Linked DNA regions of Mus musculus: all the other regions are linked to region 1. Evidence: chromatin contacts called from public Hi-C and promoter capture Hi-C data. All regions are on one chromosome and are shown on one strand. The core of a region is the stretch at or near the end of the contact, and the rest is flanking DNA. Distances in the headings are between cores, read along the strand shown.

Region 1 (3,116 bases), core at 421-2,920:
GGCCTGTCTCGCTTTCTCTTTTAAAAGTGTGCCCCACGCCCTGATTCTTGTGAATTTGGTCTCTGCTCTTCTAATTTCCATGAAAATCTTTGTCATATAGATTTATTTTTAGTTATCCAGCTCCAGAGTCTCTAGACTGTCCATTTTCTCCTTCTCTGGAAACAATGACATCTGCAAAAACCCAGAGGGGAAAGTCGGTTATTGAGGATGTCTCTGTGGCTGTTTTCTATGACCGCTAAGCCCTGTTATCACTACCAGCGAGAATTTTCGCTGAACAACCTGGAAGGATTTCAGCCCAAGGGCAAGAGGAAGTGGGTGGGCGGAAAGGAGGGGGTGGAATTTGGAAACAGTTGTTTTAAGAAGGGAATTTTAAAGAAGAAAGAAAGGGGTTTGGGGGATGGCGTTTTGGGCACAAGGCCCCTATGCTTGACTTTCTCAATCTTCTGTCATGCACACCCCCGCACGCGCACACACACATACACCTCTCCTGGGCACACTGGTTCTCCCCGACCCTAGGACCTGTTTCCCCTGTGGGGACTGAACTGCTTGCCAGGGATGCGGGTGGAATGAGGTGGCGGTGCCTGGCTAGGTGGAGGGCAGCGAGGAGAGTGGAGGGGGATGGGGGGGGGATACCCAGCACGGTGGCGAGGTGAACAGGGGACCCGCGGCCTGGCCCGATCGATCCCTGGAGCCGGTCCTTACCTAGGTCTCCGGCCTGCAGAGGGGGTGGGGAGCTCCGCTGCTAGTGGGACGCGGACATGGACCAGGCCCCCTCCATCCTCCAGACGGAGAAGGCGTAGCTGAGCCGCTCGTGGGCCACATAGCTGCAGCTTGCCATCTTGGAGTCCAGCTCGTCGCTCTGCAGGACCTGGTACAGGAAGTCGATGTACCTGGCCGCCAGTTTGAGGGTCTGAATCTTGCTCAGCTTGTCCGAGGGCAGCGTGGGGATGATCTTGCGCAGGGCGGCGAACGCCTCGTTCAGCGACTGCGTGCGCTGGCGCTCCCGCACGTTAGCCATGACCCGCTGGGTCTGCAGCTCCTCGTACGACTGCGGGCTCCCGCCCCCGCTGCTGCTGCCGCCGCCGCCGCCACCACCTCCGCCCGCGCCGCCGCCGCCGCCTCCGCCCGCAGATTTCTTGCCGCGCTTGCCCTGGGCCGGGCTGCCTGGCTCGTCGCCGCCTCCGATGCCCCCGCCCGTGGCCCCGCCGGGCCCCGCGCTGCCGCCCGCGCTGCGCCGACTGCTGCGTCTCTTGCGAGCCCCGCGCTTGCCGCTCGCCGGCTGCTGCCGGTCCGGCTCCTCCTCGCTGTTGCTCAGGCTGTCGTCGGCCGGAGAGACTGGCGAGCTGGACACGTCCTGCATCATCTCGCGGGCGGCGACGTGCGGCCTCGCGGAGCCGGGACGGGGGAGGGTAGAGCAGAGGAGCGGGGCGCCCTAGCCCGCCAGCTTCCCCGCGCTCGGCGCCGGCCCGGGCGGTGCGGCCCGGAGGACGCAGGGAGGCGGGATGGGGGTGGGGGGACCTCCGCGGGGAGGGCGCTGGAGGCGGGGAGGGAGGCGGGCGGGGGAGGGGACGGTGTGGAGGGCCCCGAGGTCCAAAAAGAAGGCGCCCGACGGCCGCAAGCGCGCCCCGTTCCGGCCTGGCGCAGCCGGTGCCGGTGCTGGCGAGCCCGCGAGGTGTCTGAGAGTTGGGCGCGGGCTGTGGACTTGGCGGCTCTTATACCTCCGTGCGGGCGGAAAGTTTGGGGGCAGCGGTGTCATTGGCCTGACGTGGGGAGGAGGGACTTTTCGAAGTTTTATAGGAAAGTTTCCTCTTTCCAGCCCCCCTCCCTCGCCCCCTCCCCCCTTGCTCGGGGTCTAACAATTCGTCCTGCGAACCATTCAAAACCGACCTGGCCCGAGCGGCCAGCCCCTGCGCCCGCCTCTCCCCTCCCTCTCCCCCCCCCAGCTCTCCCCCTCCGCTTCGGGGAGGACGCGGGGCGATTTCCTTCCGCGCCAGAGCGCGCCCAGCGCCCCCGCACCCGAGCACAGCACCGCAAACAGGGGACTGTCTGGGTCGCTGTTGCAGTCTCCCCCTCCCCAAGTGGCTGTGACAGCAGTAGTGGCAAGCGGCTTCGACGCTCTGGGTGATGTCCCATCCCGCCTGGGATCCCTCGGAGTTCTCCGGGCCCTTTGGGGGTGGCTCGGGCCCGGGCTGCGAGGCAAGAAAAGTTTCAACAACCGAGTCCATCTAACGGTCAGGTAGAGGAAACCTCTAGTCGGAAACCTCTAGTCCCAAGGGATTCCCCGCGGCTGCCTGGCCCTGTGGTCGAGGGCGGTTCTCAAGACGTGGCCACATCGTGGGCGCTATGGATCTGCGCCCTGGCCTGCCGTGTCACCCCTCCCGGAGAAACGTCTGGGCTCTCCTTTCCTGCTACGGTGACCCAATCTAAAGTTTCCCTGCTCTCAGAGGACTGTGCTTCCAAAGGTGCTGGACCTAGGCTGGAGTTCATTCTTTTACAGAGAAAAGCCTTGTTCTTTTGAAGGGAGCAAAGCTAGGGAAAGATAGAGCAGCCTTGGTGCTCCACGCTGCCAGCCCTAGGTGGAGGAGAACCTTGAGAACATTTCATGTCCGCTAACTCCAAATTAAGCCCTGCATGCTAACCTTGGGTAGTCCATACATTTAAGGTGGGGGATCAATATTCTCGTCTTCCTAGGAGATCTTGTGAGTAGTTATGCTCCCGGTGCCTCAAATGCACTCAGCCATGTTGGTTGATTGCAAGCGGTTTTTTTTGTTTTTTTTTTTTTGTTTTGTTTTTTTTTTTTTTTTTTTTTTTACCAAATACCTTGAAACCCCAAAAAGGATTCTGGAAAAGTGGAAGCAGAGAGGTTAATGAGCAAGAAGGAGAGTGGCTATGGAAGCCAGTGATTGCAGGGCTCTTTACATTTTTTAAATATGTTTTATTTATTTATTTCTGTTTTTTAAGTAGGATGGGGATTTAGGGAGCCGGTACAAGGTGATCTCTTACTCAGAAAGGCAATTCTGGGTCCGGAGGAAGTAGCCAGAGTTTCAGGGGCAGAGTTTGCGGGCGTGGAGGTGAGCGTCTCGAACTCCTGCCCTGTTCCCAAGCTGAGGACCTTG
Region 2 (3,099 bases), core at 368-2,867, 240 kb after region 1:
GTATACTCTGCAAGTTTATTTGCTACTTTGTGTAATCTAAATGAGCAGATCCTGCGTTCTGAACGGGAGCCAGGAGTCAGGGCTCCAGGGCTCCTCTTAGGTTGGCTGTGCTGAGCTAAACACTTCACAAGAGATGACTCACATGGCGGCAGCTCTTTCGCTACAAGCCATCCCTCGATGCTCACTTCATCCTTATTTTAATGGGATGGGAGTTTTTCACAGTTATCGTGGGATGTATTATAAAAAGACCATGATGTTCTGGGATATTTTATTAACTCCCTGTCTGTGAGTCTTTCCTGCTTGTCTCTGCTGTTCTGCTTCTCACTCTTACAAGGGCTGGGCTTTCTGTGCTGTGGTTTTGTTATGCCCCTTCTTGAGCACAGGTTCTGGTAAGATGGCAAGGTCAATAATTTTCCTCTTTCCAGTCCAGGGCATAGCCTAGTGATGAGCAGGCTGGAAAGGCTCAGTAAACCTTCCGATTATTCCAGAATGTTATCTCCGGGGGGGGGGGGGATGTAACTTTTGATTAATATCGATATGTATCTAATAGGTTTGAATGCTACCAAAAGTATATACCTCTAAATTCTCAGAGCAAGCCACACATAGGTGAGCAGCTAGCTCTCTGGGTGCGCGCCTTCTGTTTGCAGTGCGGATTGTCCTTTTGCTTTCCCTCCGGGTTTTTTGTTTTTTTTTTTTTTTTTTTTTTTAACTCTAAAGTCGTTTCTAAGTATTTTAAACATTGAGTCACTGCTGGCTTTCTCAGTGTTTACAAAAGCTATTTTCTACTTAAATTTAATCTGTTTCACTTGTCTTTTTTTTTTTTTTAACATAGCTTTCTCCTAGTTTTTAATGGTCTATATATGGCTTAGTGATTGCATGATGTTTAAGGTGTTTGGATGCCAATTGGAGACTTCATAAAAGGAGGTCACATGAAGTTCAGAAATGTTTAGAAAAGAGAACGAAACCTTGCAAGTTTCTCCTTGGGGTTAGCAATTTAGGTCCGTGGGCTGATTGCAGTCAAGATGCTCCGACTGCGATGAGATTGAGATTGTGAGTCACAAAAGACAGAGCGAAAAAAAGGGACAAAGGAAGCAATGTTGCTTGGGGCACAGGGTTCAGATCCACGGGGTCCACGATGTTTACAGAAGCGTATATTTAAGGATGTCAAGGCATTAAGCTCATTCACTTACTGCATTTGAAATGGAATATTTTAAAGCTCTGCAGCTTCGCCTAAAGAGATTGTTCCTAATTGTGGACAATTTGCTACAAAATACAAGTCAGGGAGGTGGAGTTTTTGAGTCTTTATTTCCTTTTTGTTTGGTCTAGAGGGGAAGCAGAATTTAAGATTGTCATTTACACGTGTAGCTAGCTGTGCTACTTCAAATATAGCCGGCTAGAGTAGCCACTGAGAGACAGACAGAGACCTGGCAGAGGTGACCGACAACCAGCTTCTGGCTGGAGGAAACATTTACACAGGACTCCTGGCTTCCCTTCAAGTACAGCTTTTGGGAGGGATTTATAGGTCAGATAGCGCGGCAGCTTCAGCCTGTTCCTCACCGTACCTCAACAAAGCTTGTGCGTGTTTGTACAGCTGGCCTGGTAGCTGTGGGAGTCCCGAGAATCCCATAAGCCCCCATCCCTTTGCCTCCCCTTCGCCATTTACCAGCACACAAATACACAGAGCGAAACTGTCTGACTAGAGCTTAAAGGCACTCAATTCCAGGCCTGTTTATTTTCTTTCCTTGATTTCCTGCTGCTACAGTGAGTGAATGATATTTTCCCGTTCTTTCTTTCATTCTTTCTTTTTCTTTCCTTTTTTTTTTTTTTTTAGACCTATTTGTCTATCAGTGGTAGAGAATTTGACCATAATTTATGGAACATTGGTGATATTATTTTGTGTGCCTCTCCTCTTACCTAACCCCTCTTTAACTCCAACTTCTTTCTTTTAAACACCATTTCAATTTTTTTTCATATTTGGACTTGAGGGGGGATTTACCCAAAGGAAGGAAAGAAAAACATCCCAGGGCTCCCCAGTGTAACTTCACCCGGAGGAAGGGTGTTATTTTAATTACTACTGAACCCATTCTGTGGGGAGGCCTGTAAATGCTCGATGCAGCTTGGAGAATAGCAGTTAATATGCCTTTTGAATCAGGGCCACAAACTACAAAGACTGCCATCTGGGGACGCATTACATTCGTAAGGAAAAAACAGTGGAGACTTCTTCAAATGAGCTTGTAAATTCCATTCAATCTTAGATTCCTTTCTCTTTCTTTTTCTTTCTTTCTTTTCTCAAAGAAGTTCTTCCAGGTTTATTTAAAACAATATTAATTAACCAGAAGAAACACAGAGATTTTGAATTTCAGTGACAACTGAGACACTCAAAGACTTTATTGACGGGTTTGAATGTTGACGTCCGCCATCATTCCTGAAGCCACGTCCCTAAATCTCTTCGATTGGAAAAAGCATCAAACTGAGGAAGAAAATTTTTTTTCTGCATGTAAATAATCCAGAACTTTTGTTTCTTCATTTAAAGCAGAATAAAATGCATTGAAATAGTGTATCATTTCACTTCTAATTTTGGAAAGAACTAGTCACCTTTCATCTTTTGAGCTTAGCTACTTTGGCAAATGATGTAGGAAAGAGAGACCATTGGAATCAGACAAAACTGAGTTCAAGTCTCACCGGTTAAGTAGAACATTGTTCAAAGGCAAGGCATGCAAACATTTGGAGCCTTGGACTCTTACATCTGGGAAATGGGAAAAAATAGCACTTCTTTGCCAGCCAGGGCTGTTGAGAGAAGCAAATGATATAATAGCTGTCAAAGCCCTTTATACATAGAGAAATTTTATATTGACATAAATCTTCAGTCATTTTACATTGCCAAAATTTTAAATTGTTTTTCATATTTGAACTCATTCTTTCTTAAGGGCATATACTCATGGAAACTCCTTAATTGCTAAATACTACAATCCTAAAGTTGGAGGAAAATACAAATTACTAGTGAGAAATTCCTTTGTGTGAAAGTTCTATTTACACTGCATCTTTAACCAAATATACAAATACTATTTTCGTCAGCTCACTCTAATGATATTAAGAAAG
Region 3 (3,207 bases), core at 424-2,923, 240 kb before region 1:
TTGTAGAAGAGCATGTAAGACCCAATAGGGTCAATAGGCTTGGGAAGCTACAAGGTAGGAAAGGCTTCATGCTATGGTCAAGGGCAAACACAAAATCCTGGATCAAGAAGGGCTCACGAGATGCAACCTGAAATTTTCTTCTCTCGTAATCTTTGGTGAAGTGTATTGTCTTATAAAATGTCTGCATGCTCTCCTTGGGAAGGACTTCTAACTGTAACTGAACCACAAGGCTGCCCCCTGGTGCTTTATGTATTGTTTAATTGTTTGCCTTTGGTGAATGTTTTTATTAAAAGCCCATTATTTAGAGTAGGACCAAAGTGTCACTTTAAGAACAACAGAGGCAGAGCTGTTCAGCGGAATAGTTCCTTTTCATGGGTGTGTTTAATGCACACTGGATGCAGCTAATGAGCTGAAATTTCTTCTTGTAATACTTCAAAAAGAGCAACAACAACAACAAACAAAATTCTCCTTTTTTTATTTTCCTCTAATAAAAGGTGACTGGATTGGCTGTAAGAGCCATACTTGAGGATGGCTGTGCCCCAGCCAGGAGACGAGAACGGTGTCTGTCTGTGGTCATCTGCTCTGTCTGCCTCTGTTGTAGGGGATTTTGTTTCCAGTCACATACACTTCTCTGCACGTGGCCCTGGGATCATGGGAGGCAATGAAGTATGTGAGTTTCTCGGAGTGTTTACCAGGCCCTTTTGTGTTTCAGTGTATATCTGAGTGGGAGAGATAGGCCTTATTGTCTTCGGATTCTTCATAGTCTGTTTGCCAGGAAACTTCATCTCAGATTTTTTTTCCCAGCACACATTAGGCCCAGGAGTATTTTGAATTCAGTGATTCTAATGCTTGAGGTTCTTCTCTCTGAATAGCCCTTCTCTTATAGCTTCACCGGCACATTGGTCGCTTGCGAATTTGTTAGGATTTGACTCTGGAGAAAGTTCAGTGTTTGCCACCAGGTCCTCACAGACAGCAAGTAAGAGGCCTTTTCATTGTTTAGCTGTCTTCTTCCAGAGCTAATCTAGGGCTGTGACCCAGCCTCCAGCAAAAAATGAAAAGCCGAAGTACCTTGATACAATTTCTAGGCCCTAAATGATCTCATTAAATTCTGACTCTAGATATCAAGTAGACATTTGAGGAAATATGATTATTGACAAAATGTAAGCCTGTTATACACTATATTACTTCAAAAGGAGAAAGGCCATTAGGACATAATTACATCAGAAACAGTATACACATTGGGCTGGTTTATAAACTGTCACTTTCAGAAGTATGAAGACGTATAAAAGTTTCCAAAGGTCCCATTATGACCCTATTTCCAACAGTATTCTCTGACAAACTAAATAAATTACTGCATGTATTGGACCTTTGAGGCTTGGGGCAAAGAATGGAAAAATTATTTACAAAAGCTTGAAAATATTTAATCACTAGAGGCAGGGGGGCAACGGTGTTTTAATTAGCAGGTCCTCGGGCCATTGGCTGACTGGAGGCTTTCTCAAACAACCACACAAATGCACTGAATAGCTGTTTGCCAGCCTTAGGGTCAGGCCTGAGATGAAACAGATAAGATAATTGGCTCTAATGAAATCCAGAAGGCCTTGGCTTTCTTGTTTGAGCTTGGATTTGAAAAGTGCGTGTGGAAGTGAGGCTTAATTCAAACCAGAACTGAGCTAGGCCCATTTCTCAGTGACTTTGATATTGTTTGAAGTTCTGAAAGTGTTCGCCACACCGCTAGCCTGCTGGGCTGGGCCTCCCTGGTACCCTTAATTACTAAGCTTTATTGCTGACTTTACTACACAGGAAAGGGGCCATTATATGTTCCATCAACATCAGCTCTTCTCAGATTGGAGGAAAGGGCAGGGTTAAAGGCCACTGTAGGAAGGCAGCAGCTTCACTTTGAGGTAGGCAGATCATTTACCAGTGTTAAGTTTCAGTGTTATGTACATACATTCCTCACAACACAGAAGCCCGATTTCCATTTTTAAAGCAAATGATTACTTCTCTAAATATTTTCACTATGCCTCTTCCCACTCCCCCAGCAGAAGAGAAAAATAATTCCACACCATACAATATAACCGAATAAAAAATAAAATGAAAAACAAAACTTGACAATGCCTCCCAATTAATCATCATAGCAGCAGGCCAGGTCGGAATCTATAATAAGGAGGATTATTATTGATGCACCTTTGAAGTAGAGAAATCAGTGAGGAGCCCTCCTGTGCTGGGAGACACCCCGAGGAATAAAGACCCCTCAGGAGAGCCTACAGAATGAAATCCCCATTTTCAGACTCTTTCACAAAGAGGTTCCACAAAAGAGAATGCCTCCCATTCCATTCGGAAGCCAAATAGAAAAAAAAAAAAAAACAAACAAACAAACATGGAAGCGCCCTTTCCAGGACCCACTGAGTAGTGATGGGGTCACTACTTGCCACCAGTTGGTAAGGACAGAGTATGCATCTGCATGAATAAAGAAGTATCCATTCTTAGCGCTCTCAGAGATTTGCTTGTGCTAGGAAGGCTACAGGACATGCAATCTCCTCAATCATTTCCTGCCCCTTGTATCCTATCTTTGAATAGTCAATCCATGAGTGATACCATCAGACTTAAGTGTATTTTGCATTTTTTAAATAAACATGATAAAAGTGTTCTAATAATATGCATGGTCCTGTGGACAATTAAACTCTTTCTGAGTATTCTGTGTAGAGGGGCTACAGGACAGGAGCTCTCTAAGACCATGGTGTATATAGCTGCCCCTAAGTAAACAATAAGCAGTCAGAGAGAACAGCATTAGGAAGACAGAACTAAGACCTACTCTCTAGCATCTCTCTCTTCTTAGAGAAATGTAAGAGAATCTTCATAGAATTTTTCCAATCATGATCATGAGATCAGCTTGGATCAGAAAACTTAAGAGTCATAGTGTCCTCAGCTCACTTGAAATACTAACTCATTTTCCAGTAAGTACTCTTGTACACTGAGTGTTTGTGTACTCCACCATTCATATGCTCATCCCTAAAACCCAGTATGTGGTACTTGGAGATGGGACCTTTGAGTGGTAAATAAGGACTACGAGTGGTTCTAAGGGCCAGGCCCTACATTGAATCCATCAGTGCCCTTGTAGAGACTACAGCAGAGAGCTTGTTCACAGAACAAATTCAAAGATCAAGGAAAGGCTTGGGGAGTGAACACTTCCAAGCCATGAAGAGGGTC
Region 4 (2,932 bases), core at 121-2,620, 180 kb before region 1:
GGATTTTCCCATTCCTGTCTTGCTTTTAAAAAGACACAATAAACTTCTTTTCAGTTGAATAAAATAAAATTAAAATGCCTGACTTTTTGAAGCAGTAGGTGAATATTAACCTTAAGGAGGAAAAAAAAAAGCATGCAAGTCATGGTTCTTAATAGGAATTTGAAAACAAAGGCTGGAAAACCTAGAAAGAAAGAAACTTTGTACATCAGGAGCCCAGAGGTTCTGGTTTATGATTATGCTGCAGTTTAATTTCTTTATATCTTTTTGCCATTGTTATTTTTTTTAAAGCAGCAAGAACTTCAAAGAGGCCCCGCATGTGTTCCGAATCAGGGCCTCAGAGCTGATGTCTGACAGCCCAGAAATTAAAACGAAATAAATGTGCTGTTTAAACACCCATTTTTCCAGTAACAACAACAACAACAACAAACTCACTTTTTCTGCATGTAGGACTCTCCCTCCCCACGAGTTAACTTTCAGTCTCTTTTCCCTTGAATATTTCATAATTTAGCAATTACAGTCCAGACTCTATGGAGTGTAGAATTCCCATGGACTTCAGAAGGAATGTCAGACAGCTACGGAGCATGTCAAAGCTTTAGGATCAGCCTTTGTGACTTTTTCCTGTACATTAAAACAGAACTCCCCTCAAAAGAGAAAAAAGAAAAGGAAAAGAAATGAACCTTAGTTGTTAGGCCACGCCCACACACCTGTGTTTGACTGTTTTTGCATTTTCTTAGGATGATGGAAACAGACATCTCGAAAAGAACAAAGACAGGCTGGGGATGGTTTGTGTTTGAAAGTGCACCAGCGTGAATATGAACCGTCAGTCACGAGCCAGAAATTTGGCAGCCATTTCTTGGAGCATTACAGAGAGTGATCAGAGTTTTTTGACCCAGAGGGCTGGTTTTTGAGTGAAGCAGGCTCATCACTGCAAAAACGGTTTTCTTGTAATCTACAGAGATTACTTAGCCTTCCAAATGACCAAGGGAAGAAGGACACTGAATCTCATAGTGCCAATAAGGTTTTCTGACAACATTACAGTTAGTGAATGTGGCATTGAATTATGGTGACTTGTGGGGTGTGACTGAGAAAGAAGAGACGTTACTGGCTTCAACACATTCATAGATATCTTCCTTGGTTTAGGTACAAGTTGCGATCTGCACATCGCAGCATTAATCTCACGTATGTCCCTGGCTTCCTGTTCTAATCAATATTAGCAGAGTATAGATAAATAGTTAAAAGGGGCTAAAGAACTTCCTGCCACAACTTTGCAAAGAGCAGAAAAAAGCAAGCCGCTCTGGGAATATCCTAAGTTTAACGGGCTTGGGTTTATTCTCTTTTCTTCCACAATGCCATCTAACAGCCCGCACATCTGGCTTGCAGAGCATCCCAGAATGTTTATTTCCGGACTTTAAGATGCTTCCCTGGATATGGGGTAGACTCCATATTGGTTGATGTTAAATTATATTATGAGAGTAGATCATGCCCAAGTGCAGATGATAGATGCACAGTGTTCACCTGCCCTGGTCTGTAAACATGTAAGGCGGAGAGAAAAGAGTTAAAGTTAGCAGAAGTGCCTTTAAAGCATGCTCACATGGAATCTTCCAAAGTTCCTTGGGAAAGAACAAAGAGAATGCAGAGTGATGATCTCCAAGCCCAGCCATCCTCAGGATGCTGTAGTCGGCTAAGAGGAAGATTCCTGCCTGGGCACCATCTGATCCAGATGTCTCTGGATTTCAGTGTGAGGAGGCAAACAGGCATCACAATGCTCACTGAATATGCCTGCGCTGTCTTACTGGCTGGTGTGTGAAGAATGGGAATCCTACAAGCAATTTAAAAACAACAAGTGACTTATATAATAGAAGAGGCAGTGTTTGATTAAGGTAAACTTAACAGCAAAGTGTAGAGTGCTCAGAGAAATTCATCTGAATACAGTGGTGAGGGAGCAACCTAGCAAATCCTTCCCTTCCCTTCCCTTCCCTTCCCTTCCCTTCCCTTCCCTTCCCTTCCCTTCCCTTCCCTTCCCTTCCCTTCCCTTCCCTTCACTTCTGTATTAGTCAGGGTTCTCTAGAGTCACAGAACTTATGGATAGTCTCTAGATAATAAAGGAATTTATTGATGACTTACAGTCGGCAGCTCAATTCCCAACAATTGTTCAGTCGCAGCTGTGAATGGAAGTCCAAGGATCTAGCAGTTATTCAGTCTCACGCAGCAAGCAGGCGAAGGAGCAGGAGCAAGAGCTAGAGCTAGACTCCCTTCTTCCAATGTCCTTATATTGTCTCCAGCAGAAGGTGTAGCCCAGATTAAAGGTGTGTTCCACCACACCTTTAATCCCAGATGAAAGGCGTAGCCCAGATTAAAGGTGTGTTCCTTAAACTCGGAGATTCAATCTTCTGGAATCCATAGCCACTATGGCTCAAGATCTTCAAACCAAGATCCAGATAAGGATCTCCAAGCCTCCAGATAAGAGTCACTGGTGAGCCTTCCAATTCTGGATTGTAGTTCATTCCAAATATAGTCAAGTTGACAACCGGGAATAGCCACTACAATCCACCCCTTGTCAACTTGACACAAATAATATCTCATGTTCACATGAAACAATAACAAGGTTGTGAATACGCCTAACATGATATAACTATCCCTCGTACAATCGCAAACGCATTTGTAAATTTACAATGGGCATTCATATTACTTTATAATCCTCGTTTCTGCAACTGGTTACGTGGCCTTAATTGGTATTTATAACTACCTTCCTCTACTACCCATTCTGTATTTCCTTCCCCTTCAGCCAGCACCTCAGCAGGTCTTGGCTCTTTTCCTGGAGGATTGACCCATACCTTCATTCCTGATGGGTCTTCGTCCTTTGTCATCCTGCTTGGATTAGGCTGTTGTAGTTTCCCATTGACTTTAATCACAGGACATGGTAGTACTAAGA

What was found. Promoter capture Hi-C pulls out the DNA fragments that hold promoters and counts their contacts. A called contact is a pair of places that touch in the nucleus more often than the background predicts.
Region 2: a contact with region 1 is called in a Hi-C map of uterus, with 3 times the contacts expected there. The contact joins the enhancer-like site here to the promoter of Twist1 in region 1. A contact is called at or near these places in 1 of 39 promoter capture datasets (hippocampal neurons), 7 of 484 Hi-C or Micro-C datasets (nephron progenitors, palatal mesenchyme and uterus) and 3 of 115 datasets of contacts at active chromatin or transcription factors (embryonic forebrain, embryonic limb bud and neural progenitor cells).
Region 3: a contact with region 1 is called in a promoter capture Hi-C map of second pharyngeal arch cranial neural crest, with 10 times the contacts expected there. The contact joins the enhancer-like site here to the promoter of Twist1 in region 1. A contact is called at or near these places in 7 of 39 promoter capture datasets (the 3T3-L1 cell line, 3T3-L1-derived adipocytes, cranial neural crest and 3 more), 5 of 484 Hi-C or Micro-C datasets (the 3T3-L1 cell line, cranial neural crest and embryonic fibroblasts), 5 of 115 datasets of contacts at active chromatin or transcription factors (the NIH/3T3 cell line, craniofacial prominence, embryonic fibroblasts and 2 more) and 4 of 9 other capture datasets (adipose tissue, embryonic stem cells, embryonic tail and 1 more).
Region 4: a contact with region 1 is called in a promoter capture Hi-C map of cranial neural crest. The contact joins the enhancer-like site here to the promoter of Twist1 in region 1. A contact is called at or near these places in 4 of 39 promoter capture datasets (the 3T3-L1 cell line, 3T3-L1-derived adipocytes and cranial neural crest), 1 of 484 Hi-C or Micro-C datasets (adipose-derived mesenchymal stem cells), 1 of 115 datasets of contacts at active chromatin or transcription factors (craniofacial prominence) and 1 of 9 other capture datasets (pancreatic islet).

The regions. Positions count from the first base shown.
Region 1 is chr12:33,956,225-33,959,340 of GRCm38.p6, reverse strand. Twist1 (twist basic helix-loop-helix transcription factor 1) reads right to left here and starts at 1,670. Exons shown (of 2, transcript NM_011658.2): 1 at 703-1,670; 2 at 1-171. The coding sequence starts at 1,363. The coding sequence ends at 743.
Region 2 is chr12:33,716,274-33,719,372 of GRCm38.p6, reverse strand. No RefSeq gene overlaps it. Among named protein-coding and RNA genes, the nearest start is that of Ferd3l, 210 kb to the left of the region's middle. Within about 2 kb of position 1,617, at least 36 of the 459 cell types and tissues checked have an H3K27ac peak or open chromatin away from gene starts, as enhancers often do. A contact at or near this core is called in uterus, where this site is marked.
Region 3 is chr12:34,198,702-34,201,908 of GRCm38.p6, reverse strand. All of the region lies in intron 23 of Hdac9 (histone deacetylase 9), which reads left to right. Among named protein-coding and RNA genes, the nearest start is that of Gm51984, 15 kb to the left of the region's middle. Within about 2 kb of position 1,673, at least 27 of the 459 cell types and tissues checked have an H3K27ac peak or open chromatin away from gene starts, as enhancers often do. A contact at or near this core is called in craniofacial prominence, embryonic limb bud, embryonic tail and 1 more, where this site is marked.
Region 4 is chr12:34,131,134-34,134,065 of GRCm38.p6, reverse strand. The region is part of intron 24 of Hdac9 (histone deacetylase 9); the gene reads left to right. Among named protein-coding and RNA genes, the nearest start is that of Gm40384, 46 kb to the right of the region's middle. Within about 2 kb of position 1,370, at least 13 of the 459 cell types and tissues checked have an H3K27ac peak or open chromatin away from gene starts, as enhancers often do.